Linked DNA regions of Mus musculus: all the other regions are linked to region 4. A link is a contact called in public Hi-C, HiChIP or PLAC-seq and promoter capture Hi-C data. All regions are on one chromosome and are shown on one strand. The core of a region is the stretch at or near the end of the contact, and the rest is flanking DNA. Distances in the headings are between cores, read along the strand shown.

The links. Promoter capture Hi-C pulls out the DNA fragments that hold promoters and counts their contacts. Hi-C and Micro-C count contacts between places; a contact is called where the count stands out from the background. HiChIP or PLAC-seq counts read pairs in DNA pulled down with a chosen protein or histone mark. Capture Hi-C pulls out chosen DNA fragments and counts their contacts.
Region 1: a contact with region 4 is called in a promoter capture Hi-C map of adipose tissue. The contact joins the promoter of Kdf1 here to the promoter of Wasf2 in region 4. A contact is called at or near these places in 2 of 39 promoter capture datasets (hematopoietic stem and progenitor cells and liver), 1 of 115 datasets of contacts at active chromatin or transcription factors (embryonic stem cells) and 1 of 9 other capture datasets (adipose tissue).
Region 2: a Hi-C map of CD4 T cells shows a contact between it and region 4, with 5 times the contacts expected there. The contact joins the promoter of Rpa2 here to the promoter of Wasf2 in region 4. A contact is called at or near these places in 1 of 39 promoter capture datasets (neutrophils), 2 of 484 Hi-C or Micro-C datasets (B cells and CD4 T cells), 1 of 115 datasets of contacts at active chromatin or transcription factors (astrocytes) and 1 of 9 other capture datasets (adipose tissue).
Region 3: a contact with region 4 is called in a promoter capture Hi-C map of liver, with 2.3 times the contacts expected there. The contact joins the enhancer-like site here to the promoter of Wasf2 in region 4. A contact is called at or near these places in 2 of 39 promoter capture datasets (hippocampal neurons and liver) and 3 of 115 datasets of contacts at active chromatin or transcription factors (bone marrow-derived macrophages, embryonic stem cells and pancreatic cancer cells).
Region 5: an H3K4me3 HiChIP or PLAC-seq map of bone marrow-derived macrophages shows a contact between it and region 4, with 4 times the contacts expected there. The contact joins the promoter of Zdhhc18 here to the promoter of Wasf2 in region 4. A contact is called at or near these places in 1 of 39 promoter capture datasets (liver) and 2 of 115 datasets of contacts at active chromatin or transcription factors (bone marrow-derived macrophages and microglia).
Region 6: a contact with region 4 is called in an HNF4G HiChIP or PLAC-seq map of pancreatic cancer cells. The contact joins the promoter of Eya3 here to the promoter of Wasf2 in region 4. A contact is called at or near these places in 1 of 39 promoter capture datasets (liver) and 2 of 115 datasets of contacts at active chromatin or transcription factors (embryonic stem cells and pancreatic cancer cells).

Annotation. Positions count from the first base shown.
Region 1 is chr4:133,517,625-133,520,324 of GRCm38.p6, reverse strand. It overlaps Kdf1 (keratinocyte differentiation factor 1), which reads right to left and starts at 1,362. Exons shown (of 4, transcript NM_133707.2): 1 at 1,273-1,362. It overlaps Gm42323 (predicted gene, 42323), which reads left to right and starts at 467. Exons shown (of 3, transcript NM_001378703.1): 1 at 467-1,225; 2 at 2,064-2,136. The coding sequence starts at 516.
Region 2 is chr4:132,767,107-132,769,806 of GRCm38.p6, reverse strand. It overlaps Rpa2 (replication protein A2), which reads right to left and starts at 1,447. Exons shown (of 9, transcript NM_011284.3): 1 at 1,341-1,447; 2 at 1,021-1,127. The coding sequence starts at 1,350.
Region 3 is chr4:133,451,389-133,454,088 of GRCm38.p6, reverse strand. No RefSeq gene overlaps it. Among named protein-coding and RNA genes, the nearest start is that of Gm42322, 12 kb to the right of the region's middle. Within about 2 kb of position 1,433, at least 8 of the 459 cell types and tissues checked have an H3K27ac peak or open chromatin away from gene starts, as enhancers often do. A contact at or near this core is called in liver, where this site is marked.
Region 4 is chr4:133,129,298-133,132,022 of GRCm38.p6, reverse strand. It overlaps Wasf2 (WAS protein family, member 2), which reads right to left and starts at 1,390. Exons shown (of 9, transcript NM_153423.6): 1 at 1,295-1,390.
Region 5 is chr4:133,632,105-133,634,804 of GRCm38.p6, reverse strand. It overlaps Zdhhc18 (zinc finger, DHHC domain containing 18), which reads left to right and starts at 1,376. Exons shown (of 8, transcript NM_001017968.2): 1 at 1,376-1,726. The coding sequence starts at 1,416.
Region 6 is chr4:132,637,689-132,640,388 of GRCm38.p6, reverse strand. It overlaps Eya3 (EYA transcriptional coactivator and phosphatase 3), which reads right to left and starts at 1,343. Exons shown (of 17, transcript NM_210071.2): 1 at 1,234-1,343.

The sequences.
Region 1 (2,700 bases), core at 113-2,612, 390 kb before region 4:
CCCAAGAGAGAGACCCTGTCTGAAACTTAAACAACCAAGCAGTCAGCCTTCCTGTTTGTGGTATGAATAGTGCCTTGCATGAGCGTCCCTTCAAACCATCCATCTACACCTTCCTTTTCCCACGATTGTCCCTGGTCCATCCCTCCTGACAACCCAGTGACACTGCTCACTTAATTTAGTGGGACCAATTTTTGCCTCAATTTTGGCCTGGGACAAGAGTCTTGGACCCAGCTTCCTCATCTTTAAATAGGTTCATCTTAGAGTAGTGAGGTGGCCCACGTCTGTAATTCCAGCACAAGACACGATGAGATGATGAGGACTTCAGAGTCATCCTTGGCTGAATATTGGGCCTAGCCTGGGCCATATGAGACCCTATCTCAAAAAGCAAAACAAAATATATATTAAATTAACTTAAATATAAGTAAATAATAAACCAATGTGACGTAAAATAAAAATGGAAAACCTCATCTCTCAAAAGAGGAGAGATTAATGTCCTTCTAACCCTCTACGGAGGTATGGGGGTTGGGGGTGGAGCTCCGTGTTTAGCAAAAGCCTGGGAAGACACACTCTTGGCATTCTCTAACTTGGCAGCGTTCGAAGGCATCGCAAGGATGCCTCAAGGTCTGATGGCCCCAGGATTCTCTGATTTCTCACTGCCTTCGCCTTTCCGACAGTCCCCACAAAACACAGAGACAGACGGACAGACAGACAGACTCGGGGGCTCTCCATGGGCCCTCCTCCCTGTGTCCCCAGGACGAGCCGGCTGCAGCAGCCTCTGTCCAGGCAAACGTATGGTCAGCGAGCCGCGCTCAGCTCTGCTCAGCTCGGGCGCAGGGTACTGTGCACCCCCCTGGCACAGCCCCAGCCACTGTCTCATCTGCAAGCAGGAGCCGCGCGCGTCCAGGCGGCAGGGCTCGCGTTGCCGTCGGGGCGCGCACCGCCTCGCTTGCCACCAGCGCCGTGGCCCGCGACTCCCGACGCTGTTCCACGCACGGTGCTGGGTCCTAGCACCCCAGGGGCCTCTCGGCCCGCCCAGCCCAGCCCAGCCCTGCGCCCGTTCGGGCCGCTCCGGCCGGGCCCCGCGCACCCCGGAAGTGGACGTCGGGGCCCGAGGAGCAGGGCCCGCGCCCCGCCGCCGTCCAGGCGCGGCCTCCAGGGTCACCCACCCGGGGCTGCACCGCCCCGCGCCCCCGCGGACCCGCGCCGGCCTTACCTGCCCAGCCAGGTGAGCCGCCTCCGCTCGGCCCTTCCCCCGCCCCCCTCGGCACTCACCTGGGTCGCAGGTAAGCGTCTCGCGGGAGCGCGGCACGGGGCGCCGCTGGGGACACACTTCCTGCCTCCGCCGAGCGCCGCCGCGCACCTGGCCGAGGCCCCGCCCAGCTCCGGCCCAGCCAGGAGAGTGAGGCCCTGAGAGGGGCCATCATCGGGCAACAGTGCTTAGGTCCCCTCTCTGCTCTATAGTCCAGTGTCCTGGAAGTATCGGAGAGCCCATGGGGCGCCTACCGGGCCGCAAAGCTCCTACTTAAAGGGCATGCATGCCTCCTGGGAAGCCGTCCGGGCCCCTGAGTCCCTAGCTCTGTCATGTGGAACAGTTCTCTGGACTCTTTATTATAGTTCCCAGCAGACTGTTGCTTTCCTGTCTTTTGTCTCCTCCTTTTAGCCTCTGACCTTGAGGGTAAGGTCTGGTCTTGTTTCCCTAGTACAGCGCCTGGCACATACCAACTGCTTAGTAAATATTCTTCACTGTTTGAATAGCTAGGCAATGATCTCTTGTCTATCTATCTGTCTGTCTACATATTCACTTATTTAGGTTTCTCTTTTTTTACATTAAATGTTTTTATATGTATGAATGTCTTGCCTGCTTGTACATCCATGCACCACTTGCGTGCCTTGTGCCCACAGGTAAGGGAGCAGAGGAGGGCATGGGATGCCCTGGAACTGGAGTTACAGAGGGTTGTGAGCTGTTATGTGAGCACTTGAGAGTCGAACTGGGGACCTTGGAACTTTGAAGAGCAGCCAGTGCTCTCTGAGGCAGAACTCTCTCTTCAGCTCCTCTTACCTAGGTCTTCCAATACAAGATCCTGGGAAGACCAGCCATATCCTGTCCTGCTTCGAGTCAAGATCAGCCTAGATCAGGTATGTTCCCAGGGGTGCAGCCGTAGATTGTTCAAGTTTTCTGAGACAAAGTCTCATGTACCCCAGGCTGGCCTCTAGCTCCCTATGTAGCCAAGGCTGCCCTTGAAGACTTGCTCCTCTTATCTATGGAGTGCTGGGATCACAGGCATGCGCCTCCACAGCCAACATAGTCCCTGATGTCTTTCTTGCTCTTTTTGAACTGTTTGACATGGGAGCAAGTCACTTTCCATTTTCCAGTGTCCCCTCTGTAGATATAGACCTCTCTAGCCAGATGTGGTGGCACATGCCTTTAATCCCAGCTCTTTGGAGGCAGTAAGGTGGACCTCTGTGAGTTCCAGGCCAGCCTGGTCTACAGAGTGAGTTCCAGGATTGGCAGGACTATGTAGAGAGACCCCATCTCAAAAAAACAAACAAACAAACAAAAAAAACCATGAGGGGCATGGTGGCACACACCTTTAATCCCAGCACTTGGGAGGCAGAGGCAGGCAGATTTCTGAGTTTGAGGCCAGCCTGGTCTACAAAGTGAGTTCCAGGACAGCCAGGGATACACAGAGAAACCCTGTC
Region 2 (2,700 bases), core at 198-2,697, 360 kb after region 4:
ACACACACACAGACACCCAAAACAAAACAACAACAAGAAAACAACTGTCTCAGAGAGGTAGGGGTAGAAAGAGCACATCCCAGACATAGCAAGAGCAGTGTTCAGGACACCACGGAGACAACAGGGCCTTGTGAAAAGGCTTGAGAAATGACAAGCAGAAAAAGGACTACGAAGATGCTCTAGGTTTCTTGATAAAATGGAAGAAGTTAGAAGTATAGCTTCTTTTAGGAGATATTCTGGCAACCAGATGGCAGTCTCTGCAGAAAACCTGGTGAGTTTCGTCAAGCTGCTCATCTTTGGGCATCTTAACAGGAGAGTCAGATGGAGTGGGCAGAGGAGCATCTAGCAAAGACACTTGCCTCTCAAGCCACCTACGAGCAATGTAGTTTGTTTGTTTTTTAAGAAAGGATCTTTTTGGGCTGGAGAGATGGCTCAGCGGTTAAGAGCACTGACTGCTCTTCCAGAGGTCCTGAGTTCAATTCCCAGCAACCATACGGTGGCTCACAACCATCTGTAGTGGTATCTGATGCCCTCTTCTGGTGTGTCTGAAGACAACTACAGTGTACAGGCAGGTGGATCTCTGAGTTCCAGGCCAGCCAGAGCTACAAACACCTCCAAAACACTTGGTCATACAATGAATATGTACGAGGCAGAAAAAGCCCAGCAGATTAAGGCTTAGCGTGTCCTTCCTGTCAGTTACCAACAGGAAACAACCCCAAACCTGTTCTGAACACAGTGGACTCTTGTTCTTCAGGGATTTTTGTGCCCTGGGGACAGCGATATTAAACTCTACTAAAGCATACTTTCGAGTGGTAGGGCCAGGAAAATGGAGGCCGGGCGAACCACTGCAGGCTTGCCAAACAATAAAATAATAAAAACCCTGTTCCCCACTTGACCATACAAAAGACAAGGTAGGTAACGGACAGCTTCTGACACCTTGGGGTGTGCCACCCTCCCGCACGAAAACACGTTCCCTCCTGGCCAGGACACAAATGAGAACGGAGCCGTCAGTCTACGTACCGATTTCTTCTCCGCCTGCGACGGTGTGGGCGACCCGAAGCCACCGGGGGACTGCGTGTAGCCGCCTGCTCCGCCATAGGTGGAGCTGCTGAAGCTTTCGAATCCGCCTGCGGGGAACGACCGTCGTCAGAGTCTGCGCTGCGCTCCCCATCTCTATACCTGGCGACCGCTGTCCCCACCGCCCCAGCCGCGACAATCCCCCTGCCACCCCGCGAACGCCGCCGAGCCCGCCTCGGGCCTCTCGCTCCGTCCCGGCCTTCCTGCGCCAGACTCGCCCACTCCCAACACCCTCGCGTGACTCTCCCCACGCCCGCCATTACTATTCCACATCCTGGTCGCAGTTCTCCGGAGAGAGCGGCCCAAGACGCTCGGACACGAAAACTAAGAACACTTGGGAACTCTGTGCCGCTCTGGCGTGGCAGCCTTCTGGCTACTTTGCACTGGCGCCACAAACTCCTTCCCGCGAAGGGACAGCCAATCAGCGCCCTGGACACATTTACCTTCAGCCAATCAGAACTCATGAGTCCCCTCCTTTTTTTTTCGGTATCAAGGCCAAGCTTAGGAAAAACACCCGGCCCCAAGAAGGAATGGAAGCATGCGCGGCCATCTTTACTGAGGGCAAATTTCCGATAGGACAGTATTCAAGAAAACAACCAATCAAAACGATACTTCCGGGGCCATCCTCAAGCATTCTTCACACACACCCCATCTCCGTCGCATGCAACCCTACATCACTTCCGCCGCTCGCTAGCCCCCTTTTCCCGCCAAACTGCTAGTTTTCTGCTCTTCCAGAACTCCCGAGTTCAATTCCCAGCAACCACATGGTGGATCACAACCATCTATAATGGGATCTGCTGTCCTCTTCTGGTGTGTCTGAAGATAGTGATATTGTATTCATAAATAAATACCTGCGTGATGGTGGAAGGAGAGGCTCAACTGTTAATCCCACTGAAGATGAGTAGAAATGATTAAACAATTTTTGGTCAAATTAAGCAAGCTTAATTTTGTCAGAGATGGCTATCTCGCTAAACTGGGGTTTTGAGAAAACAGCATCGCCGGGCAGTGGTGGCACAGACCTTTAATCCCAGCATTTAGGAGGCAGAGGCAGGAGGATTTCTGAGTTCGAGGCCAGCCTGGTCTACAGAGTGAGTTCCAGGACAGCCAAGGCTACACAGAGAAACCCTGTCTCGAAAAAACAAAACAAATACAAAATGAGAAAACAGCATCGAACACAAGAGGTGAGGTTTATATAACCCCCAAAACTGCAAGAATATGGACATTTTCAAGGGTTATGTAGGCACTTGGTCGAACATTTCAGCATTATTTGGCAGAACGTCTATCAGACTGAAATCAGGGTATAGGGTGTGGAACCTGTCGAAATTCAGAAAGTTGGTCAAGACCTGGTCAAATTAAGTTTTATAGAAAAGAGGAATGGACTTATTTTGGTAGTATGATAAGATGGCTTCAGAACTTAAGGTGGAGTCAGGCTGCTCCATCACAACTCCTACAAGTTGTCCTCTACACACACACACACAAGCACACACTCCAGCACACATGTTCATACGCACACACAGGCTTGTATCCAGGGCATAGATAACATGTTCATGTTTTCAAAGAAAGAAACCCTACCTGGGGGAGGGGTTGGCACACGCCTTTAACCCCAACACTTGGGAGGTGGAG
Region 3 (2,700 bases), core at 184-2,683, 320 kb before region 4:
CCTATGACCTCCACAGCAGTTTGGTGGCACAGGTACCCCTCTTCTCTGCATGCAGAAAATAAGTAAATAAAATGTAATTAAAAAGAAAAAATATCAGATTGTTTAAAAAAAAAGAAAGAAAGAAAAGAAAAAGAATGTGTGGGGGGCTGGAGAGATGTCTCAGGGGCAGGGGGTGGAGAAGTGGCTCAGCAGTTAACACTGTGTACTGTAAAGCCAGGTGTGGTGGTGCACACCTTTAAGCAGGCAGATCTCTGAGTTTGAGGCCAGCCTGGTCTACAGAGCAAGCTCCAGAATAGCCAGGGCTATACAGAGAAACACTGATTCAAAAAAGCAACCAATCAGCCAACACCAAGAAGCCAAGCCAAACATACTTGCTGCTCTTGCAGAGGCCCTGAGATCAGAGTTCCCAGCACCCTATTGGCTGCCTCCTGACATCCTCTTCTGGCCTCTGCAGATACCCGCATATATCCACAGAGAGACATGTAATTAAAAATAAACCGAATTTGGCTGGACAGATGGCTCGGCAGTTAAGAGCACTGGCTGCTATGGTAAAGGTCTCAGGTTTGATTCCTAGAGCTCACACACACAGTGGTTCATAACCATCTGTAACCCCAATTCCAGGGGATCTGATGTGTGATTCTGGCCTCCGCAGGCACCAGGCATTCACATGGTACACAGACATCCATGCAGGAAAAAGTCCTATATAGAACATAAAAGGTTTTTTTTTGTTGTTTTTTGTTTTTTATTTTTATTTTTTTTTTCAGTTTAGATCTAAAGAAAATAAGTCTTTAGCCAGCCATGGTGATACGTGCCTTAGGCAGAGGCAGGCAGAACTCTGAGTTTGAAGCCAACATGGTCTACAGAGAGAGTTCCAAGACAGTCAGGGCTACACAGAGAAACCTTGTCTTGAAAAAAAAAAAGCCTTTAAGAAAATGATAGTATTTGGTGTATGTGTGCATAGGTGCAGGTGTGGAGTCAGAGGACAGTTTCCCACCATCCACCTTGGTTTTGAGGCAGGGCCTCTGGCAGCCTTTTCAGCCATGCTGTGAGCTGCAGGCTGGCTGGCCCCGGAGCTGCTAGCTGATTCGCCTCTCTCTGCCTCCCGTCTTGCCACAGGCATGCTATGGTTGTGGATGTGTGCCACCGAATTTTACGTGGGTTCTGGGGACCTGGCTCGTGCCACTGGGTTTGGGTTGCAAGTGTTTTTACCAGCTGGACTGTTTTCATCTTCTCCTCTGTCTTCCTTAGAGCGTGTGTGCTCGTGAGTGTCCTCGTGTGTGCATGCGTGTGTGTGTGTGTGTGTGTGTGTGTGTGTGTGTGTGTGTGTGTGTGTGTGCCTGTGTGGTGGTTCTAATGAGATGTCCCCTATAGTCTCAGCCTTGTGAATACTTGGTTCCCAGTTGGTGGCACTGTTTGCGGGGAGGCCTAGGGGGCATGCTGGCCTTGGAGGAAGTGACTCTTGTCATTCCCAGTTTGCTCTGTCTGTTTCCTGTTTACAGTTCAATTGTGAGCTTTCCTGTTCTTGGCTCCGTGTCTGGCACCTGCTGCCACAGTCCTCGCCACAATGGACTGTCCTCCCTCTGGAGTCCCTAACCCTAAAGTGTTCCTTCTATAGGTGCCTCGGCTTTTATCACAGCAACAGAAAAGTAACCAAACCGGGTATGGTGGCTCACGCCTTTAATCCCAGCACTTGGGAGGCAGAGGCAGGCAAATTTCTGTTCTTAAGAGGAAAGTACCATTGGGCGTGGGCGTGGTGTCGCACACCTTTAATCCCAGCACTTGGGAGGCAGAGGCAGGCGGATTTCTGAGTTCGAGGCCAGCCTGGTCTACAGAGTGAGCTCCAGGACAGCCAAGGCGACACAGAGAAACCCTGTCTCGAAAACCCAAAAGGAAAGAAAAGAAACCAATACAGTGTGTAAGTGTGCGTACGCGCACCGAGGCCAGAGGGTGACTGGGTGCCTTTCTCAAATGTGCTCCCCCTTATTTTTAAGGCAGGGTCTCTTATTGAACCTTTAGCTTTTCTGTGACTCATCTTCCACGTCTATAAAGTGAGAGCATTGCTGGACTATAAAGGCTACACTGAAGGAACCACTAGCACAGAACCTAGCATACAGTCAGTGCTCAATAAATAGAAAGAGAAGACTGAGTGACAGTGTAGCTCTGTGGCAGAGCACTTGTCTGGCAAGTGAAGAGACCCAGGATTCGTACCCAGTGCCGAAAGAAAAAAGAAAAGGAGAACAGGAAACGAGAAAAGAGACAATGTACACGAGAAAGGTGCAATTTGCCTTTAGCTAGAGCTGGATCAATATAGATGCGCAGTTCCAGAAATAGCCACAGGGTGGCGCCAAGATCCCGGTTGGTGAGGGATTCCGGACGTCATTCTTGGAGGAAGTTTTTAGTTCAAAAGTAGAGACCAAACAAGTAGGTAGCCAGCTCCTGCTAGAGTCAGGGGACAGTCCAGTCACTCCATCCTCTCTCCCCCTCTCAATTTATCTGGTGGGTTTTCTTGTTTATGTTCAAGCATCCGGTCACTGACTTTGTCCTCAGTCTTCCAGTGTTGGGGTCATTTTCTTCTGAGCAGTCCCCATTCCTTCCAGAGGAATGGAAAGTGTGCCAAAGTTAAACGAGACTTCTTTCTGTGGCCTTTTATATGTGTGTCTGAGGCAGGAGGATCTCAAATGGAGTTCAGCTTCAGCTGCA
Region 4 (2,725 bases), core at 141-2,640:
TAAGGAAAGAACAAAGAAAGAAAGGCTACACTTGAACACAGGCAGGCCATTGAAACTTTAGCCCCAAGGAACCCAAAGAAATTATACAACAGATGGATAAATTCTCCCTCCCAATAAAATGTAGCCTTTGTACAGAGGAGAGAAAGACACTCTGATGACACCACCTGGAGTCAAAACTCATGTCTCTATACAACAAATATTGGTGACACCTGCCTGGGACTCAAACGGAATCCTCTGCTGTCCTGACACACTTCGAAGTGATTTTTAACACTCAGAAATGGCCCTTCCTTAGTCACAAAGCAAGAAAAGGAGATGGGCTTATAATTAATAATCCTGAGCTTAAGACCTAGCCTGTCTCCACACCAAAAGTGAAATCAACTCTCCAGGCTAGACCCCTCCCTCCATTTATGACAAAGCAAACTTTGTAAGAGAACACTAACTTATCCCTGCGCGCCCGGTGCTTCCCAGAGGAAACACCCTCACTTTGGTAAGTGCCACACGTTCCGGTGTCACCCTGAGCAAGTTACTTCTCTGAAACCTACTTGACTTCCTCACCAGTAAACTTACAAGGACAGCTGGAAAAACTAAACAAGCACTTATACCTAAGGTTTGGCACATAGTAGGACAACCATTAACATTTTCCTTGGCTTTCTTCCTCTTCAGTGCTGGGCTTAAACGCCAAGGGTAACCCCTGATCTCTGAATCTATGAACATTTCCTCATCTCAAAGGACCACAGGACTTAGCCCTTCCCTGTCACGATCTGGGTAGCACCCATGCATTGGTACCAGTGGCCCGTAAGCCAAGGCTCCTTTCTGTAGGGCTCATTCTGTGCACATGTGCGCGTGCTCACACACTCCTCCACAATGTCCCTACCCCCAGCCTAGCAGCCAGGGTCCCCAAAGAGCACCTCAATTACTTTATGGTCCAAATATGGAAACTGAGGCTCAGCCTGGAGATGAACTTGTCCAGGAGCTCGGGGAGTTGCTGAGACCCAATTCACAGGCTTCGGTGAAGTCTATTTACAAATGGTAAACTGAGGCCCGAAGACGGAAGTGACTTGCTCAAGAACACACAGTGGGTTGGTGGTAGGGCCACTTTCGCCGACCCTCCCTAGTCTCCGAAGGGCACTCTGGGTCACCACCACCCCTGAGGTGTCGCCACGGCGCTGACAACACACGAGCCGCACCAGCGACCGTCAGAGCAGACACCCGGTGCCACCGGACCCTTGCAGGGGTGGCCGGGCCGGCGCTCGCCTCTCACAGCCGGGCGCGCCCAGGGGGACTTGTTGCTCACCTGACCTCGCGCAGTCGCCCTCAGCGACATGAAGGGCTGGGCAGCCGGTCCGCGTCCCCACGGAGAACGCTCCAGCCTACTGCTTCGCGGGCTGCTACTCAGCCGGACGCCCCCCTCAGCGCGCTACGCCCCCAGCCGCACTCCACCGGCCTGAGTCCGCCATTACGCGATTTCCCCGCCCCGGGACGCAGCCACACCCCGCCAACCGTTCTGATTGGCTCCCTGCCCCACCCGCCCGGAGCCCCCAGCTATCCCATTGGTCTGAATCCAATGCCAATTAAATAAGTACGCAAAAGACGTATTCAAAGGTAGTGTCCCGGGAACTCCACCCGAGCGACTTCCGCAATCGGAGTAAACAGAGGCGAGGACAAACCAAGTGAAGTGGAGATGGGACTAAAGGTACATCGACGCCCAAGTTTAAGTACAAAAATATCTGCTAAGACAGGGAAAGACCTCGGCTAACATGTATTGAAACACGATTTATTTTTATTAGAGTCCAGAGAGCCAGCCTGTTTTTTGTGTAAAGAACAGGCCGAGCCTATGAACTTTCTGTAGACACCCCTCAAGTGGCAGATCGTTCTGTCCCTTCACGCCTTGTCCCAAGCGGGACCGAAAGTCGGGTGGGGGCGAGTGAGTCATAGGCTTCAGCTCACCCCAAAGGATAGGTATTCGGGTGAAGCTGGCATCCTGAGATTGGGAGCTAGTTCTGAGAGGCCACTGTCAGGTGAGCCAAACACCTGTCACTTCACTCTGCAACTTCGGACAACTGCTGCCTACCTAGTTCTCACTTTGTTCTACAAAATAGATGCAGTAGGCCCTGGCACGTCCCAGTCCATGAAGGTGGGCAGTTTGAGAATACACTCCCAAGTGACTTATAGAATACAAAATGCTGCGGCTGGGTGACAACGTGACGAGTCCGGCTTAGCACATTTAGTATACTAGAGCATCTCTGTAGAGCAGGTATTGGCCTCTTGTGGAAGAATGGATCTTAGGCAGGCTTTGTTACCGCCACGTCTGCCTCCCTCTTTGCTTCCTTTCAAAAAGGGTGCACGGTGTGAGGGCGGTGGGGTGGAGGTCACGACACGACACGGCTCAGTCAGTAAAGTGCTGCTTTGAAAGAATGAGGACCTGCGTTTGAGAACTCAGATTCCAAACAAAGCCTAACAGGCCCGATGATACTGACTTCGCAGCGCTGGGGAGGCAGAGACAGGCAGAGCTCTAGCTCACAGGCCCAGCCTAGCCTAGCCTGCTCCTCCAGACTGGGCCAATGAGAGAGCCAGTTACTAAAACCAAGGTAAAAGTTGCCTGAAGAACAGCACCTGAGGTGATTCTCTGGCCTGCACTGGTCCATCCTCACATACAACATACACGCACACATACAACACCCTGAATACTTGATACAGTTTTCCCGCAGCCACCCAGCTAGTTGGA
Region 5 (2,700 bases), core at 127-2,626, 500 kb before region 4:
AAGCATATTCAAACCATCACAGTGGTTAAGAGTACTTGCCGAACAATCATGGGTGCCCCAGTTCAGACCCCAGCATCTACCTAACCATTTAGGTATCTTACAGTGAACTTCGGCTCTGAAGGATCTGAGACCTTCTTCAGGCCTCCATGCATACGTAGGCCTGCCCTCTCGGTCTCCCCACGTGCACGTTCAGTCACACAAACACAAATGATCTGTCTTAGGGCAGGTGGAGCAGCTCAGTGCTAGAGACAGGGGTTGCCCAGCTGGTGAGGTCCTGGGTGGGATACTCAAGTATCCCAAAAGCAAAACAATCCCTGTTCTTTTGTTTTGTTTTTCGAGACAGGGTTTCTCTGTGTAGCCCTGGCTGTTCTGGAACTCACTCTGTAGACCTGGCTGGCCTCGAACTTAGAAATTCGCCTGCCTCTGCCTCCCAAGTGCTGGGAGTAAAGGCGTGGGCCACCATAGCCAGCTAGCAATCCCTGTTTTCACAAATGGATGCTAAACTCTCCTTGTCAGGTTCAGGAAGTGCACAAGTCCTTCAGAGAAACCTCGCTGGTGAGCCACTGCAATGAGCTCTAGTAACTTTGGGTGGAGTTTCAGCAAAACTCCCAGGCCTCCAGTCACATCACGAGAAATAAGTTCCACCATCAACTTGAATGGTTTGCAAGGAGGCTGGACCCCATTTGCTCCAGATAAGACTGCCTGATTTAGCCCTATGAGCTTTGGGGGTGATGCATGTAAAAGAATTTGCTAAAATATTTCTGGACTTCCGACCTGAGTCCTAGAAAATATAGTGTGCGCGTGTGTGTGTGTGTTTTCAGCTGAAACAGGGACTCACTTGTAGCCCAGCTCGTTGCAAATTCACCTTGGACCTTGGCCTGAAGGTCCTTGAACCCTACTTGTCTCAGTCACCAGGAGTTAGCCCACCCCAGTTCCTGGTTGGTTAGGTCTGTTGTGAAAACACCCACCTGAAAAAAGTTTGGGGCCCTTAGGCATGATCTCCATTTGGGGATTATCTAGAACCCAGGGTTGAACCTAGGACAGCAGGGAGGGAAAGACTAAAGGATATTTCACTCACACCCCTTTAGACACTCGGAACTTTCAAAGCACCCTTACCAGCTTGCCCTCAGAGGTGGGCGAGCCTGGAGTGCCTGAGCTGTCCCCTGAATCTCTGACTCCTAAGGCAGGGTCTGAGAGCACCGGCAGCTGAGGGAGCCCTGGAGGCCGCATCTGCAGAGCCCGGGCTGGGCGCAGGAGGCGCTGCGGAGCGAGCCGGGGGCGGGGCGGCAGCGGAGAGGCCAACCCGAGCGAGCCTGCCTGCCCGCCCGCCAGCGCCGCGCGCGCCGCCGCCACCTCCGCTGCTCGGCCCGGTCCCGGAGCGGCCGGGCGCGGAGCCGAGGCCCGCGGCCGGCCGCATGAAGGACTGCGAGTACCAGCAGATAAGCCCCGGGGCCGCCCCGCCGCCCGCCTCCCCCGGGGCGCGTCGCCCCGGCCCCGCCGCGCCCCCTGCTCCAAGCCCCGGGCCCGCGCCTGGCGCGCCGCGCTGGAGCGGCAGCGGCAGCGGCAGCGGGAGCCTGGGCCGCCGGCCCCGGCGTAAGTGGGAGGTGTTCCCGGGCCGCAACCGCTTCTACTGCGGAGGCCGGCTCATGCTGGCCGGCCACGGCGGCGTCTTCGCGCTCACGCTGCTGCTCATCCTCAGCACCACCATCCTCTTCTTCGTCTTCGAGTGAGTTCGCCCACCCCCACCCCGGCACTGCGTCCCCGGCCGCCGCTCCTTCCCCGCCCGCATCCGTGAGCCCTCGGGCCTCCGCCCGCCGCCCCGGAACCCCGGAACCCCTTCTCGCCACCCGGACCTTGGGTGCCCCGCCCGGGTCACCAGCTTTTGCCGGGTCCCTCAGGTCCACCTGCGGTCACTCACTGGCTGGTTCTTGCCTATCCCAGGCTCTTTCTGACCCTTCTAGGCGTCTTTCATTCCTGTCCTCAGACAAGTAAGTTTTTGTGTCCTTTGGCTGTGGACACCCTACCATGAATTTTTCTAGGCGTCCTCTCAAGTCCCTCCAAGGTTCTACAGGGTCCTGGCTCCCACACCCGCTTTCCCTCAGTCATGGTCACCCTAGGCCCGGAGGCAGTCCTCCCTAAAGCATCTCTGGGCCTCTCAGACAGGCCCTTCTCTCTCCAGCACTTTCCTTAGTTTCTCCAAAGCTTCTTCCCGACGCTCTCTTAGCTCCCTAGTCCTCTAGGTGTCTCCCACCCTGCCCTGTCTCTTTCCCCTCCGGACACTCTGCATCCCTCGGTGGCGGTCCACCACCGGGACAGCGGGCGGCATCAAGATCCTTTTCAGGAAAGAGACCTGAGTGCTTTCACACGGCCTGTCTTATTTGCCCCTATGGGCTTCTGACCTTTTCCCAGTGACCTAGGGTTGGCCTACACTGTAGCTCCGTTTTAGGACTGAAGGATGGAGGAGTGGCTGCTTATAGTTTTCTCGGGCCACTCATGCATCCAAAGTTTCCACCCACCCTCAGCCTCTAGCTGGAGTCACTTGCCCTGTGACTCCTTGAGGGCACATACACCCCCACTTGAACGCACCCGGGGTGAGTCCCACCTTTCCCTCCTACTTCTTCCTATTGGTTTCTTTTATTATTCATTATGGTTAAGAACTCCATCTCTGGCTCCAGTCCCAGCTCCACCTCCCACTAATTG
Region 6 (2,700 bases), core at 94-2,593, 490 kb after region 4:
CTAAAAATAGGTGAAGGGAGTGGCCCAATTTTGGAATATGGCAGTCTATGTTCTATTCTCTTATGTGTATATGAGGGAGAACTGTGCCAAGAGGAACCAATAATAAACGCGGTTATTTGTTCTGTACATATTTAATTATTAATACTGAATTTTAGACTGATCACGCACAAAATGACGAAAAGAAAATGATGGTTGCAATGATATGCTACAAACACCCCAAAAACCGGAAGGGAGGAAAAAAAAAGAATTATCCAAATTTGTACCTCTAGATATACCTTAGATCACAAAATTTGAGAAACAGGACATTAACCATTATAAAGTCTAACCCTTTTCACATTATAGATGATTTTAAACCTCCAGAAAATGTAAGATAAGATGTCTTAAATTTTAAAATGCTAAGATCATGATTTCTAAACCATGGTAGCAACACTAGAGAAAAAGAAGTTAAAAAGAACGTTCTAAGAAACAATGTCTGGCTTATAAGGAAAATGATATTACATTGGTGAATCTTGGCAGAAAACAGCAACACCACACCACATCACAGTCGTTTAAAAGTTTAGAAACCCGGAGTCCTCTAACTTTAAATCCATGCAGAGTGAAGAACATCCGCACTTTTGCCTCAGCTGTGCACATCCATTCTCGTGGGACAGAGGACTCAAAACAGACAGGACGAAGACCTGTCAATTCAGGAGATCTCACAAGCCCGCCAGCGAGTCCGCCACCTGTTCGCTGCTGCCCAGAGAGCCCAGCAAACTGAGGCAGTGCGAGGACCTGGGGACGCCTTTGTTGTTCTCTAACTGGGGAAGCGACCTCAAGTCTAACCTCGCGCCTCCAAGCTGGAGCAGTCGGCCAGGATCTGGACTCGGAGGAAGCCCTCTCGCTCTGAAAGGGCAGGCGCAACACTCTTGTCATCTACCAGTCCCTGGAGGGGGGAAGGGTCACAGGCGAGGAGGGCTGGGGGACAGAGCCGAACCCCAACGCTCCGGGTGGAAAAACAGTGGATCGGGAAGAAGTGCTGAGAGAAGGGGGAGGCAGAGACCCGGCGCCTAGGCGAGAAGGGGCGAGGCCAGAGCGACGCCCGGGAAAAGCTCGAGGGCAGACCGGCAGGCAGGGACGAGGGGGACGGTGACGGGACCCCCTACCCAGCACGACCAAGGAGGACCTCTTCAGCCGGGACCCCGAACGCTGCACCCGAGCCACCGCGCTCACACCCTGGCGGCGGCGGGGACTCACCAGACGGCTGCAGACACTGCCCAGCACGACATGGGACGATTACGGACCCACTCTGGAACCAACAGAGTGGCGGAAACCGCGGCGTTAGCGTGACCCGGATGCGCATCCCTAGCCACCGGAAGTAGATGCGGGACCGCCTAACAATCCACACCCCGTTCCGACAGAACCCAGAGGACCAGTCAATCGTCTCGGGGCGGGGCAAGGCTTAGGTCCCGCCCACCTCGCAGACCCAGTTGCGTGATTGACTCCCTGGATCTTACGCACGAGATGACTTTCCGAGGATGCTGGTGCTGCTAAATTGCCGCCGCCTTCGTGAAAAGTACTCCCGCCCTCCCCAAAACAAAGTCAGATCAGGCTGATCTCGAACTGGGGACCCTCCTCCTTCAGCCTAGGGCTTGTGCCTCCATGCCCAGCCACCGCTCTCATCTTTGAAAGTAAGTTCTAAAAAAAAAAAATGTGTGTGATTCCTACCGTAAAGGGACGACGAAGTTGAAAAATGTTGACTGCAATTGGTCGAGTTAGAAAGACTAGGAGAGGAAAAATGGATGGGAACTTTTGAAGACACTTGAAAGGCTAACTCAAAGTGAACATTTCTATCCGAAAATTTAGTTTATACCTAGTATTATATTACACTTGCAGCTGCCTTCATTTTGTGCAAATTGTTTTCAGGAACATTTTGTTGTTTTTGTTTTTGTTTTTGTTTTGGTGTGTGTGGGGGTGGTTTTTTGTTGTTGTTTTTCCAAGAAAAGTTTTTCTCTATGGACCTTGGCCTAGAATTCCCTCTAAAGATCAGACTGGGCTCGAAATCAAGAGATCCACCTTCTTAGCTCAGAAACATTTTTTAATGCTTCATTAATTCTAAAATACAACTCAAGTGTGGACGAGGAATGGAGTTGAAGACAGGCTTTGTATAGTTGTCAGTGTATTCAATTCCATTCATGTTTGAAGGGAAAGACCCTCAAGAAAAAAAGACCCAGGCTGGTGAGATGGCTCAGTGGGTAAGAGCACCGGACCGCTTTTCCGAAGGTCCAAAGTTCAAATCCCAGCAACCACATGGTGGCTCACAACCACCCGTAATGAGATCTGACTCCCTCTTCTGGAGTGTCTGAAGACAGCTACAGTGTACTTACATATAATAAATAAATAAATCTTTAAAAAAAAGAAAAAAAGACCCAGAATTACAAATATTAGATTAACCCACAAAGTTTAAAAAACAAAAACCTAGCTTTTCAATACAAATAAAAATAAAAGATTTTTATTAACTGCTTCTATTTCAACAATTTTCTAAGCAACTACTTTTTGGGGAGCGAGCATCTTAACTGCTCTTTCTCACACATCACACCTACTTAGCACAATCAGTAGATGCTGTCTTCAAAGTCTTTGCAGAATCGGACCATTTTCCACCTGTGTTGGTATGAACCACAGTCAGTATGTAATTCTGAGGGTCCCATTCATGTTTGCTACCCT